4 separate regions of the Gossypium hirsutum genome follow, and regions 2, 3 and 4 are each linked to region 1. The links are chromatin contacts, called in public Hi-C maps. All regions are on one chromosome and are shown on one strand. Each heading gives the region's core, a stretch centred on a gene start, on an enhancer-like site or on the middle of the called end of the contact. The rest is flanking DNA. Distances are from core to core; before and after follow the strand shown. Region 1 holds the start of LOC107948596. Region 2 holds the start of LOC107886143 (malate dehydrogenase, chloroplastic). Region 3 holds the start of LOC107897682 (geranylgeranyl diphosphate reductase, chloroplastic). Region 4 has its middle 21 kb from the start of LOC107886147.

Evidence for each region. Hi-C and Micro-C count contacts between places; a contact is called where the count stands out from the background.
Region 2: a Hi-C map of leaf shows a contact between it and region 1, with 1.7 times the contacts expected there. The contact joins the promoter of LOC107886143 here to the promoter of LOC107948596 in region 1. A contact is called at or near these places in 2 of 34 Hi-C or Micro-C datasets (leaf and seedling).
Region 3: a contact with region 1 is called in a Hi-C map of leaf, with 1.9 times the contacts expected there. The contact joins the promoter of LOC107897682 here to the promoter of LOC107948596 in region 1. A contact is called at or near these places in 3 of 34 Hi-C or Micro-C datasets (all in leaf).
Region 4: a contact with region 1 is called in a Hi-C map of leaf, with 2.4 times the contacts expected there. The contact joins the enhancer-like site here to the promoter of LOC107948596 in region 1. A contact is called at or near these places in 3 of 34 Hi-C or Micro-C datasets (all in leaf).

Annotation. Positions count from the first base shown.
Region 1 is chrA03:18,626,901-18,629,753 of Gossypium_hirsutum_v2.1, reverse strand. It overlaps LOC107948596, which reads right to left and starts at 1,495. Exons shown (of 20, transcript XM_016883210.2): 1 at 1,237-1,495; 2 at 1,053-1,122; 3 at 771-813; 4 at 132-209. The coding sequence starts at 1,357.
Region 2 is chrA03:18,019,116-18,021,968 of Gossypium_hirsutum_v2.1, reverse strand. LOC107886143 (malate dehydrogenase, chloroplastic) reads left to right here and starts at 1,382. Exons shown (of 2, transcript XM_041096753.1): 1 at 1,382-1,823.
Region 3 is chrA03:18,061,229-18,064,081 of Gossypium_hirsutum_v2.1, reverse strand. LOC107897682 (geranylgeranyl diphosphate reductase, chloroplastic) reads left to right here and starts at 1,362. Exons shown (of 2, transcript XM_016823212.2): 1 at 1,362-2,216. The coding sequence starts at 1,530.
Region 4 is chrA03:18,082,278-18,085,130 of Gossypium_hirsutum_v2.1, reverse strand. No RefSeq gene overlaps it. Among protein-coding and RNA genes, the nearest start is that of LOC107886147, 21 kb to the left of the region's middle. Within about 2 kb of position 1,395, at least 9 of the 9 cell types and tissues checked have an H3K27ac peak or open chromatin away from gene starts, as enhancers often do. A contact at or near this core is called in leaf, where this site is marked.

The DNA.
Region 1 (2,853 bases), core at 246-2,745:
TGCAGACCATGGGAGTAAAACCCTTCAATAAAATAATACAAAACCCAGGCTATCTTTCTCTCCCTCTCTCTTGGAGATGATTCCAGGAGATAAAACTATGGACAGCAAGTAGGTTGCAGAGAAATACTTACATCTTGCTCATTAATTCCAAATACATCATAATTCCTTTTCCATATGGGATTTGTCAAAAGCTCATAAGCATACCGAATCTGCAACAAGATGATAAACACCATATACTCATGGAATTACTATATAATTTGACCTCAGCATCTTCAATAATGGCCTACGATGTTCATTTAGCTAAGGCTAAATGTGACTTCATCTAATCATGGAGGAGCAATGTTAAAACTACATGCGATTGTTGCTTTTTCTGCTTGCTTTCTGTGTCTTAGAAAAAGTTACTTAAAAACAAATGGTTGAAAATAAATCATAGTTGATGGTAATTGATTAAAATTTACCAAATGGCAAAGAAGCTACATTAATTCTAGCATAATGGTTGTAAACCGATGGAGTACATCCTCTAAATTCTTCAGAAATATTAGTATTTACTCATGTATGATATGCAATTTTTTTTCTTTTGTACTTCCGCAAGCAAAATGCAAGTAGTGAGGCAGCAAAGAAAGTAACGTAACTATTAATAATTCAAAATGCTAGGAGCAATAAATTGCTAAAAAACAGAATTAACTTCTTCTTATTCTTTTTTTTTTTTTGCAGAAACAAAGAAAACAAATAAGTAAATAAAATTGAAGAAAGAAGTTTAACTAACCGACCTTGATAAATTCAGTGGTAGTAGGAATTTCCAGTCCTGAATTCCTGAAACAATACGATTGAAGACATGCGAACAAGAAATGGTAAAGTCCGAAAACCAACAAATTAATCAAAGCCTGGCAATTCGTATATCCGTGTGATATTCATATATTTTGAAACGTCATAATATATTATATTTCATATTTATTTATTTTGAGATAATCAATATGTTAACCTCTTCAATCTTTTCTTTCAATCTAAAAAAAGATTGTAAAAATTTAAGTAGAAAGAAATTGAAGAATTACCATTTGGATTCAAGATTCTCGTACGCCTCTTTCACTTCTTCCATTGAACAATATGTCTTTAATCCCAAAACTACCACTCATTTAATAAGTTAAAAATCACTATACTTCTTAAACCAAAAAATTCCAGCAACAAAGTCCAATATACTGATAAAAATACGAATATATATACACAGTTGGGACTCACCATCGTAATGAGAAGGGGGAAAGGCACGAGGGAGAAGAACGAGCTGATATAACATGGAAAGAGAGAATAGAACCGCAGGCACCGCATAGGCTTTGATTTTCGTCGCAGAATCTCCGGCCATCGCTCGATTTCGCCGATGATTCCTCTGGTTTCTTCAGAGAGAGACTGAGAGATCACTGCCGAGCAAGCGAGTTTTGAATGTTTGAAGTGCCAAAGCGACAAAGGAAAAAAGTGAAGTACAAAAAGCAAATTCTTTTAGTCGTCGATTACAATTATGTAAACTGCAGTATCTAAGCGGCACGTGAAATTAAACGCGTGGCGTAAGATCATTGGCTAGGATAAAGATTCTGATTAAAGCAGATTTCTTATACATTAAACCAAAATAAGTGAACTCTGGTTGGCTCTAATGCAATAGAATTACGAAAGAATAGAGTTATAATTAGTAATTTAGTTGTTTGATTGAATGAAATGGAATAAAATTATAATGATATTTTTATATTTGATTCAATGAAATGATATTGTAATAATATAAGAAAATAGGCAAAAATAACTAGAGTACCTTTAATAGATTTTTTTAAGTACATAATTATCGTTATTAAATTTTATTAAGATTATAATTAAAATAATAAATAATTTAATCATGTTTTAATATAATTATTACTAAATATAATTAAATAAAAATAAAATTATATAATTTAATAACATTCTTAATATAATTTTTAGTAAAATTTTACCTAAAATATGAATTAATACATATTATAACCCTTAAACTAGATAAATTATTATTTATTTATTTTATTGATACATATTTTGCATATCTAAATTAATTATATTTACAAATAAAATAAGAATATTATGGTAAAAATTAATATCAAGAGATATTTTTATAAATTATATTTCAAATATTAATTTGTTGAAAATTTCTTTTGGGTATTTTGTATATGGTACTATATAAAAATTCATGTATTTATATTTAAAAAAATTATTTTTAAAATTGATTTAACACCCACCTAATTATAAAAAATTTAATCTTTTTTTTATTGTCCCTCTCTCTCATCTTCTTCATCTAATCTTTTCTCTTCTCATCTTCTTCATCATCACTCTTAACCACTCATCTTCTTCATCTAATCTTTTCTCTTAACATGAAATGGAATCAATTACTGACAGTCCACCACCGGTGGCGCCATTGTCCACTATTTCACTTGCTCCAAAAGCCACTAATTTAAGCTTATTCTTTTTTTATCTTCTTGCTTTTTCCCTTTATTTATCTGTTATATGTAAGAAAAATGAGTAAGAAAGCTTCCCTCTCCAAATCACATTTTATAGATCTATTATTAAAAAATGGGTTTTAGTTTTAGTTTTTCTGTTATCTTCTAGAAATTGATTGAGAGTTGAAACTATTGAGAAATAAATCTTTATTCTTTCTTGTTATATTCTAGAAATTGATGGAGAGTAGAAGAGAATTTTACAGATCTATTATTAAGAAACGAGTTTTAGTTTTAATTTTTTTTATCTTCTGGAAATTGGTCAAGAGTTGAAAGTGTTGAGAAAAGAATTTTTATTCTTTCTTATTATGTTCTAGAAATTGATGGAGAGTAGAAGAGAATGAGGAGTAAG
Region 2 (2,853 bases), core at 133-2,632, 610 kb after region 1:
CACTGTTCTGACTAGGCCCAAAATCGAGCTGTTACAATAACCATTTTATTAATTTTAATATTATTTTAATTACCTTGTTAATGTCAAAAATTAAAATAATATATAAAAAATATTTTTATTAAGTTTTGTCTTCAAATTTTTTGAAATTGAATAGCAAAACACAACAAAAAAAAATAATTTTAGCCAGAAAATTCAATCAAATAAAAGTAAAAAGACAAAAATCAATGTAAAGTAAAAACATAGCGGTAAATTTACTTTTAATTCATACATATCAATGAAAGTAAAATATTACGTCTAAAGTAGTGGCAAATTAACATAATAACCTTTTAAATTATTAAAATATTAATTTTACAAAAAAAATTATGTAAATGTGTAAAATTAACTTATTTTTTACGATGAATCCTCCAAATTTAATATGTTTTACTATATGTTTTCAATAAATAAAAAAGAGGAAACCATAAGAAATTATTATTACAAGTTGTCGAATAAAATGAACAAAATAAAAAGTAACCAAAATATCTAGCAAAAAAGAAAATGCTTTATTAGTAAATTGTTCCCTGAATTATACTTTAATTTTTAGTTAATTATACCAAACATCCCAAGTTATGATTCTTATTTTAAATTAATCCCTAAACTTTAAAACACCCTAATTACTTCCTAAACTATTGATGTTATATTAGTAAGATCCTTTCGTTATTAAAATTGTCATTTTAACCGTTAAATAGACTCATCTGTCATAATTTAAAATAAAAATGAATATTGCAAAAATCTTGGATTTGAGATTTTTAAAATTTTTAAAGAAACTTTTTCCTTCACTCTCTCTTTCTTCAATTTTATTTTATTTTAGTTTTTAATTTTAAAAGTTGTGAGACAATATTTTATTTTTTTAAAAAAATTATTTTAAATTGTCATATAAGATTTAATGTTTTATTTAATGGTTAAATTAGCGATATTAATAATGAAATGACTTGATTGATATAACACCGATAGTTGAGCATGTAATTAGAATGTTTTAAACCTTAGAGATCAATTTAAAATGAGGGTCATAATTTAGGGATGTTTAGTGTAATTAATTCTTAATTTTTACATTAAATTTTAGAAGTTTTTTTCGGTAAATTAATTAGTAGTCATCTAATTATGTTTTTTTTTTGGTTGCTCAAATTATCTTGAGTTTATCGGAGTTTTTGTTTTTATGTTAGTCAAACTAAAAAATATATAAAATTAAATAGTTAAGTAATTATTTTATAATTTTTTATATTTAGGTGATAAAAGAATTTATTAATAATTAGATCATCATTTTATAATTTTTTATAATTTAGTAAAAAAATCATTAATACGTCACCTCTATTATTTATTTATCATTTCTGTGAAAAGGAAAAACAAAATACTTTGATTAAAGAGAAAAAAAAAGGAAAAAAGGAAAGAAAGAGGAATTAAAAAGGGTCGGAAAAGGCAAGCAAATCTTAGCTGTAGAAAGTAGAAACCATCCATTCAACCATCGGCCACAATTTCTTCTTGGCAAGCCAACAAAAACTTGAAATAATCTAAAACAAAATCAAACACTTTTTGGTAGATTCTTTCCAGGTAGCGGCGGTGTATTCGGTACACACTCAAAAATATAATTGTAACTCCAGGCCAGAAAGAGTAGGTGAAAGTCCAAAATTTTGGTGCCTTGTTCGAAGTTTATTGGTCCAGTTTCTCCTATAAATACCAAAAGCCGAATTAAAAAGCCTATTTTTTTTCTTACATATCACTTTGCTTCCCTTAAGTTAAGCGTGCTCTCTCTCCATCTCTCTCTCTCCCCCCCATTTCAGATCTCAAAGGTTTGTTTCCTTTTCTTAACTAGTTTCTGATCTTTATTTCCAGTTGTAATTCTTGAATTCTAAGCTATGGGGTTTGTTTCTTTGTCCAAATATAATTTGGGTTTTGTTTATTAATCCGAACCATTATCTGGGTTTGCTCTGTTTGCTTGTCTCTGATAGTCATTTTATTGCTTTCTTCTAAGATGCAATATTGATTAGATCTATACTATCGGTTTCTTTATTTCATTGACATTTCTTTCATTTTTTCGAGCTTGGAATTTGGAAACATAGTGTTCTGGTTGGGTATCTCTTGAAATGTTGGGCATTGTGTTTCTGGATTTTTCTTATGTTGCCTTGAGTTAAATGTTTGGGAGAAGAGATGAACTCATCTTTTGATGCTTTGGAGGAATTGTTTGAAGATAAACCCGGTTATTATTTTCAATGATTTGTGAAAAGGGGTTCCTGAATATTGAAATTCCTGAAATCAACATTCAATTTGGGGATTATCCATAAGGGATATTTGATGCCGTTCACATGATTATTTATTTCAAGTTTGTGAAACTAATGTTGAGAATGTGATTAATGGAAGGAATATGGTAACTCACACCAAGTTAACCAGATATGGCGTCCAATTTTAAATAGAAGAAACCTGATTTGCCTTTTTGAATAAAATTGTAATTTGTTATTGACTAGACGTGTGCTTTGAAAGAAGTGGGATCTCGGCATTTTTCTATTCGGTTATAGGAGCTAATTTTCTGACCAGGATTTTGTATAATGAATACAAAATTGATACGTTTGGTTTCATAGAATAAGTCCCTTGCTATTGTTTTCTGGCTATGATTGAAAGGATTGATAGATCTATCGGTTCCTTTTGCTTTTAGTTCTTTTTAATGTTCGTTCATTATTATTAAGATAGAAATAGATGCTTGCTTTGATGGTTTCTATATTTTTGGATGCAAGCATGTCTTGGAACCACAATTCATGTTTATTTCTTTGGCAACTATTTGTTTGTATGTGACATTTGCTTCTTGCTAGTTTTAAAAATTGAGAC
Region 3 (2,853 bases), core at 113-2,612, 570 kb after region 1:
CGACTTGAGAATTAATTTAAAATTTTTAAATTATAATTGAATTTTGAAAATAGAATTAAATTAATTAGTTCTTATAAATGCATGCATTAAGTATGAAAATTAAATATATTTCCTCATAGATTTTTTTACGATAAAACCGTCATGGTTAGTAGTAATGACTTTAACTGGATTAGAATGAGGTTGAGAAAATTATTTAATTGGAAAACTAATTTAGTTAATTTGATTAATGAAATTAATTAAATAAAATAATATTTATTTTGAGAAATAATAAATAAATATTGGGTTGGATTAAATTATCAAGTGTTAGAGTAGGAGAGTATTTTCTATTAAATAAACATTATTTGTGCTATTTTTATTTAACTAGGATTCTTCTATTTCTCCTTATAAATAAATATTATTTACTACCTTTAGAGGGCTTTCATATTCTGGTGAAAGCACATCTTATAGAACGCGTTTTTGTCCTATCCTAATGCCACGTCACCTGAAAATGTGTCATATAGGTTGCGTTTTTGCCTTTTCTTTCCAAAATCGACTTATTATTCTAATTTTTTTTTATTAAAATGACCTAAATCCCTAATTTTGTTTTAAGTTTAACATATATCCCTAATTTTCCCACGTATGTTTGGCTTCTTAATTTTACAAGATTTACTAAAATCAAATAAATAAGTTTGGAAAAGTGCTTTAATTAAATCTAAATTTAATAATTTTAAAAACAATATAAAACTAAGATACAAACAATTTATTAAATTTTAAAAAATTAATATATTATAATGTATAAAAATATATAAAATAAATAGATTCACATATATTTAAACTGTTTGACAATATATAATTGTAGGTTAATATTTGATATATTCATCATCTATCCTTTTATGTATTGTGGATAAAATGATAACACAACGTTAAAAATTTAAGTGGTCAAATATAATCTTATAACTATTATATTTGTGATTTAAAATTTTAATCGAATTAAATATCGATTGGATCAAAAATCGATTAAGGTATTGATTCGAAAAGTAATTTTAAATAAATTAGATTATGAATTTACACATAACAGTTAAACTTATTAAAAATTCGATTAAATCAACAATTAAATAATTTAAAAAAAAATTAATTGAAAAGCATAAAACTTTAAATCCTATTTAAAAGATAATGATTTTATGATCTGAACCAGAAAAAAATAGAGTGATAAATGCCTACCAAAAATATCTTATGTTATTTTCACACTTTATATTATATTTAAAATAGAGGTGCATGCAGAAAGGTAACGGACGTATTTACCAGAAAAAGAGTGCATGACGTGGCACAAAGCTAACCATAGAATACATCGAATCTCAACTCTCAACTGCAATTTCTGCACAAAACTCGAAATCTATCTCTTAATATCCACAACCCAATCTCCACCGTCTATTTTCCAAATCCAACGGTCACTTCCTTCTCATATCCCCAACCATATCCACCTTTTTATTACAAAAACAAATACACTCCCACTGAAGATTTCATTTCCTCAGTTCTGACATTTCTCAAAAATGAGCTCCATTGCTTTCAAGCCCTTCCACGGCCTCCGCCATAGCTCCGCCGTCCACAGCCCCACTTCCACTACCACCACCCTTTCCAAACCTGCTGTCAAATTCCATGTGTCAGCCGCCAAAACTTCTCCAAAACTAAGCAACCGCAACCTCAGGGTAGCCATCATAGGGGGTGGTCCGGCAGGAGGCTCAGCCGCCGAAACTCTCGCGAAGGCTGGCATAGAAACGTTCCTAATCGAACGAAAACTGGACAACTGCAAACCTTGCGGCGGAGCCATCCCGCTTTGCATGGTGGGTGAATTTGACTTGCCTTTGGATATCATCGACCGGCGAGTCACCAAGATGAAGATGATTTCGCCCTCCAACATTGCCGTCGACATCGGGCAAACGTTGAAACCACATGAATACATTGGGATGGTGAGAAGAGAAGTACTGGACGCTTACTTGAGAGACAGAGCTAAGGAGAATGGAGCTAACGTTATAAATGGGCTGTTCTTAAAGATGGATATGCCTAAACATTGGGAAGAACCCTATGTTTTGCATTACACCGAGTATGATGGGAAGAAAGGAGCTATGGGAGCCAAAGCCACTTTGGAAGTCGATGCTGTGATTGGAGCTGATGGCGCTAACTCTCGTGTTGCTAAAGCCATTAATGCTGGCGATTATGATTACGCCATTGCATTTCAGGTACATGCATATGTAATATATATTGTTCTGAGACAGATTTCAATTTTCTTTTACAAATATTTTTACCCATTTTCGAGTTATTTGTTGTTGATTTGCTTATTTTTCCCGAGAATCCATGTATGAATAAGTAGAAATTAGGATCATAATTGAACACCCTTTCACATATAAGTTGGGGATTTAAACTTGAAATCTAACAGTAGCAAAGGCTTCTCTTTACCATTGGGATGCTTAAGTATGCTTATTAATGTAGTACTATTATTTGATGTTTGTTGGTTGAGTGTTGGTAAAGAGCTCAATGTCCCCTTAAACAAGATCTCAGGTTCTTATTCAATGCATGGTTTAGCTCAAAATATTCATTGTGGGGCTCATCCTTTTTGTGGAAGTGTTTCTTTTCCACTAAATTTATAGAAAGACAATAGTTTATAGAGTTAAATATATGCACTAAATTTATAGAAAGGAAGTAATCTATAGGGTTAACCGGTCAAGCGACGAACACTAATTGGTCCTTTTTATTTGGATATAAAAGACTGGGATCACAATCTGAAAGTAGGGGAAGGGGCTGCAGATGCTAGAGATTCTAATTTTAATATCAAACCCATGATTGTGTGCACCAAGCTTTGCCTTCGACAGGGAAGCA
Region 4 (2,853 bases), core at 146-2,645, 540 kb after region 1:
GAGCATGTGTCTCAACTGTGTGTGACACATAGCTAGGCGATATGGTCGTGTGTCCCTTGTAGGTTGTTAATGGTTACTTTTCGAAAGTTGCATGGCCTAGCACATGGCCTGGCACACGAGCGTGTGGCTTGGTCATATGATCCAAGTCAGTGAGTTACACAGGCACGGACACGAGCTGGGACATGACCGTGTGTCCCTATTTCGAATGTTACACGACTGTGTGACCCCTGCAATGTAAATTTTTCTAATTTTTTCCTAAACTTTCTAAACTTTCTAATTGTTTGGATGAAAAATAATTTGAACAGTTTTAATAATTGAACCTGAATTTCAAAATCTAATAAAGCTAAATTCTTAAAAATAATAATATAATGATTAAATTCTAAATTTACAAAAACTAAGAATACTTATGTCATATTTTTATAGATTTTTATAGTTTATTTGCCTCCGAAATTATTATTATGATAAACTACCCTATTAACCACTTTAAATTTAAGTTATTTCTATTTTTATAATTTAAAAAATTGTTAATTTGGTAACTTTTATTAATTAAATAGATTGATTTAATTAATCCCTCGATAAATTTAATGAAATGTTGTTGTTTCCTATTTATTTATTTTCTCTAACTTTGTTGTTGTTTCCTATTTATTTATTTTCTCTAATTTTTCTTTCTTCCATTTTTTTTTCTTTCTATTCTCCCTCCTCTTCTTTTTCTCATCTTCTTTTCGTTAAACTCATCTCTTCTATTGTATTTGTGATTTATTTTTTTTATTTTTTGCTATGTATCCTCATTTTCCTTGGTTTTTTTTTATGACCTTGTTATTTTTTGTTTATATTTCTTTTGTTCTTTCATTGTCTTTTGTCTATTTATTGCTGCGTATCATCATCATGACTTAATAAATTTTGATTTTGAAATAAATTAAAAGGCTAAAAAGTAAAAAGAAGTTTAGGATCAAAATCTTCAGATATAATTTTTTTTCTTTGTCTAAAAAAATTGAAGCTTTTGAGATAAAGATCAAAGATTTGGTGCATGGTAAAAGATGTCACTAACAAGTTAAAGATCATAGCAAGGATCTTTGTGCTTTCACCTATCTAAATTACATGTGAAAATTTAAGTAAATTTAGGTCTATTTATTTATTTATTGTAGATAGGCCAATTTGCCCGGTCCCTTTTGAAACCCAAAATAAACCAAGAAAAAAGAATAAACAAAACAGTCCATTAATATTCTATTTACAGCCCAATACCTAAGTCCAATTACAGTGACCCAATGCCCAAACTTATACCCTAACCCAATACCCAAACCAATGCCTTGGCCCAACACCAAAATTACACCGGCCCAAATGGCCCAAAGATTTTAGAACAGGAAGAACCCTAGGGTTCTCTCCCTTGCGCCGCAGCAACCTCAACAATCTCTAGCGCCTCCGTACACCTCCACGCCAAATGCCAGCTGGCCCCGTACCCGCACACCTGCAAACAGACAAGGAAACCAACAGCAAGTGCAAACAAGAGAAAAACATTGTATTTTATTTCGAATTCTTCCTCTTTCTTTTCGGCTATAAAAAGCCAGATTTTAATCTTGTAAAGGGAGACATTGACGCGCAAATACACAACAAAAAATGCAAAAATAGAGAATATACACAATAGCAATCAAATACAAAGAAGTTGAATATTCTTCAAAGGTTGTTCCCTGTTTTTATTTTTACGCCTCTATTTTCTTTTTTACTTCAAAATATATCTCAAAAACAAAAAAAGAAAGCGAAAGAGAGGTTTACCCTGCGAGTTGGCCATCGTTTCCCCTTCATTTCGTTGAAATCGGGGTTTAGAAGGGATCCCACGGCCGAAATGGTCGTCCTTTGGAACCCGAGGTTGTTCGTCTCTGCTGATAGTCGCAGATCGGCACTAAAGGGGGAGTTCTAGGATCAGACGAGAGGGAGATAAGAGGGGCTAGGGTTTGGAGGAATGAAAATCTGGCATAAAAAGGGGGTTTTTATGTGTGTAGAAACGACGTCGTTTGAGGCTTACTACCATGGCCTCAAAACGGCGTCGTATAGGCTTATCGACCCGACCCGGTTATTTGCCCCGATGACCCGCGTGTTTTAGCGGTAAGGGATATTTTCCGTATAGGTCCTTCCCCTTTCGCGCGGCATTCGAATCAGCCTATATTCGCAGTTCTTTCTTTCTTTTAAATTTCCCTGTAATTTTGCGTGCGTTTGCACTTTGATCTGAACTTCAGCGTTGTGTTTTGGGGGTCTGGGTTATTTCCAGACTTGGTCCCTGCGCATTCACAGGTGTTGCACGCCGATCCCCTTTGTTATTTTGCCAGTTGATTTTGTTTATAATTTGTCTCTTTTATTTCCGATTTTATTTTAATTAGGTCCTTTGTATTTATTCATTTTATGGCTTATTATCATTTTTAAGACACGTTCAACTTTTTTTTATCCTTGTTTACTTATTATAAGTTATTTAATGGTTTGATTTCTTTCTTTATCACTTTGGTAAATATTTTTTATACGTTATTATACATATATTTATACTTTGTATTAAAGTTGATTTTATTTCACATATATATTTTTATCATCAGCCTTATATTATTTTTATGTATATGATTTCTTAAACTTATCCTTGTATTTTATTATATAGTCCTACATAATATATATATTTAATTATTATATATATTTTTATTGACACCTATGTTTAATCTATATTTATATATATTATTAAATTCATGTATTTTATACACGTAGTTTTCTTTATATCTATGTATGTAAGCACGTTCGTAAAACTACTATAATTTATTATAAAATTAACTTAATCCCGTATGTATTCCTTTTTTTTTTTACAAATGATTATTTTCA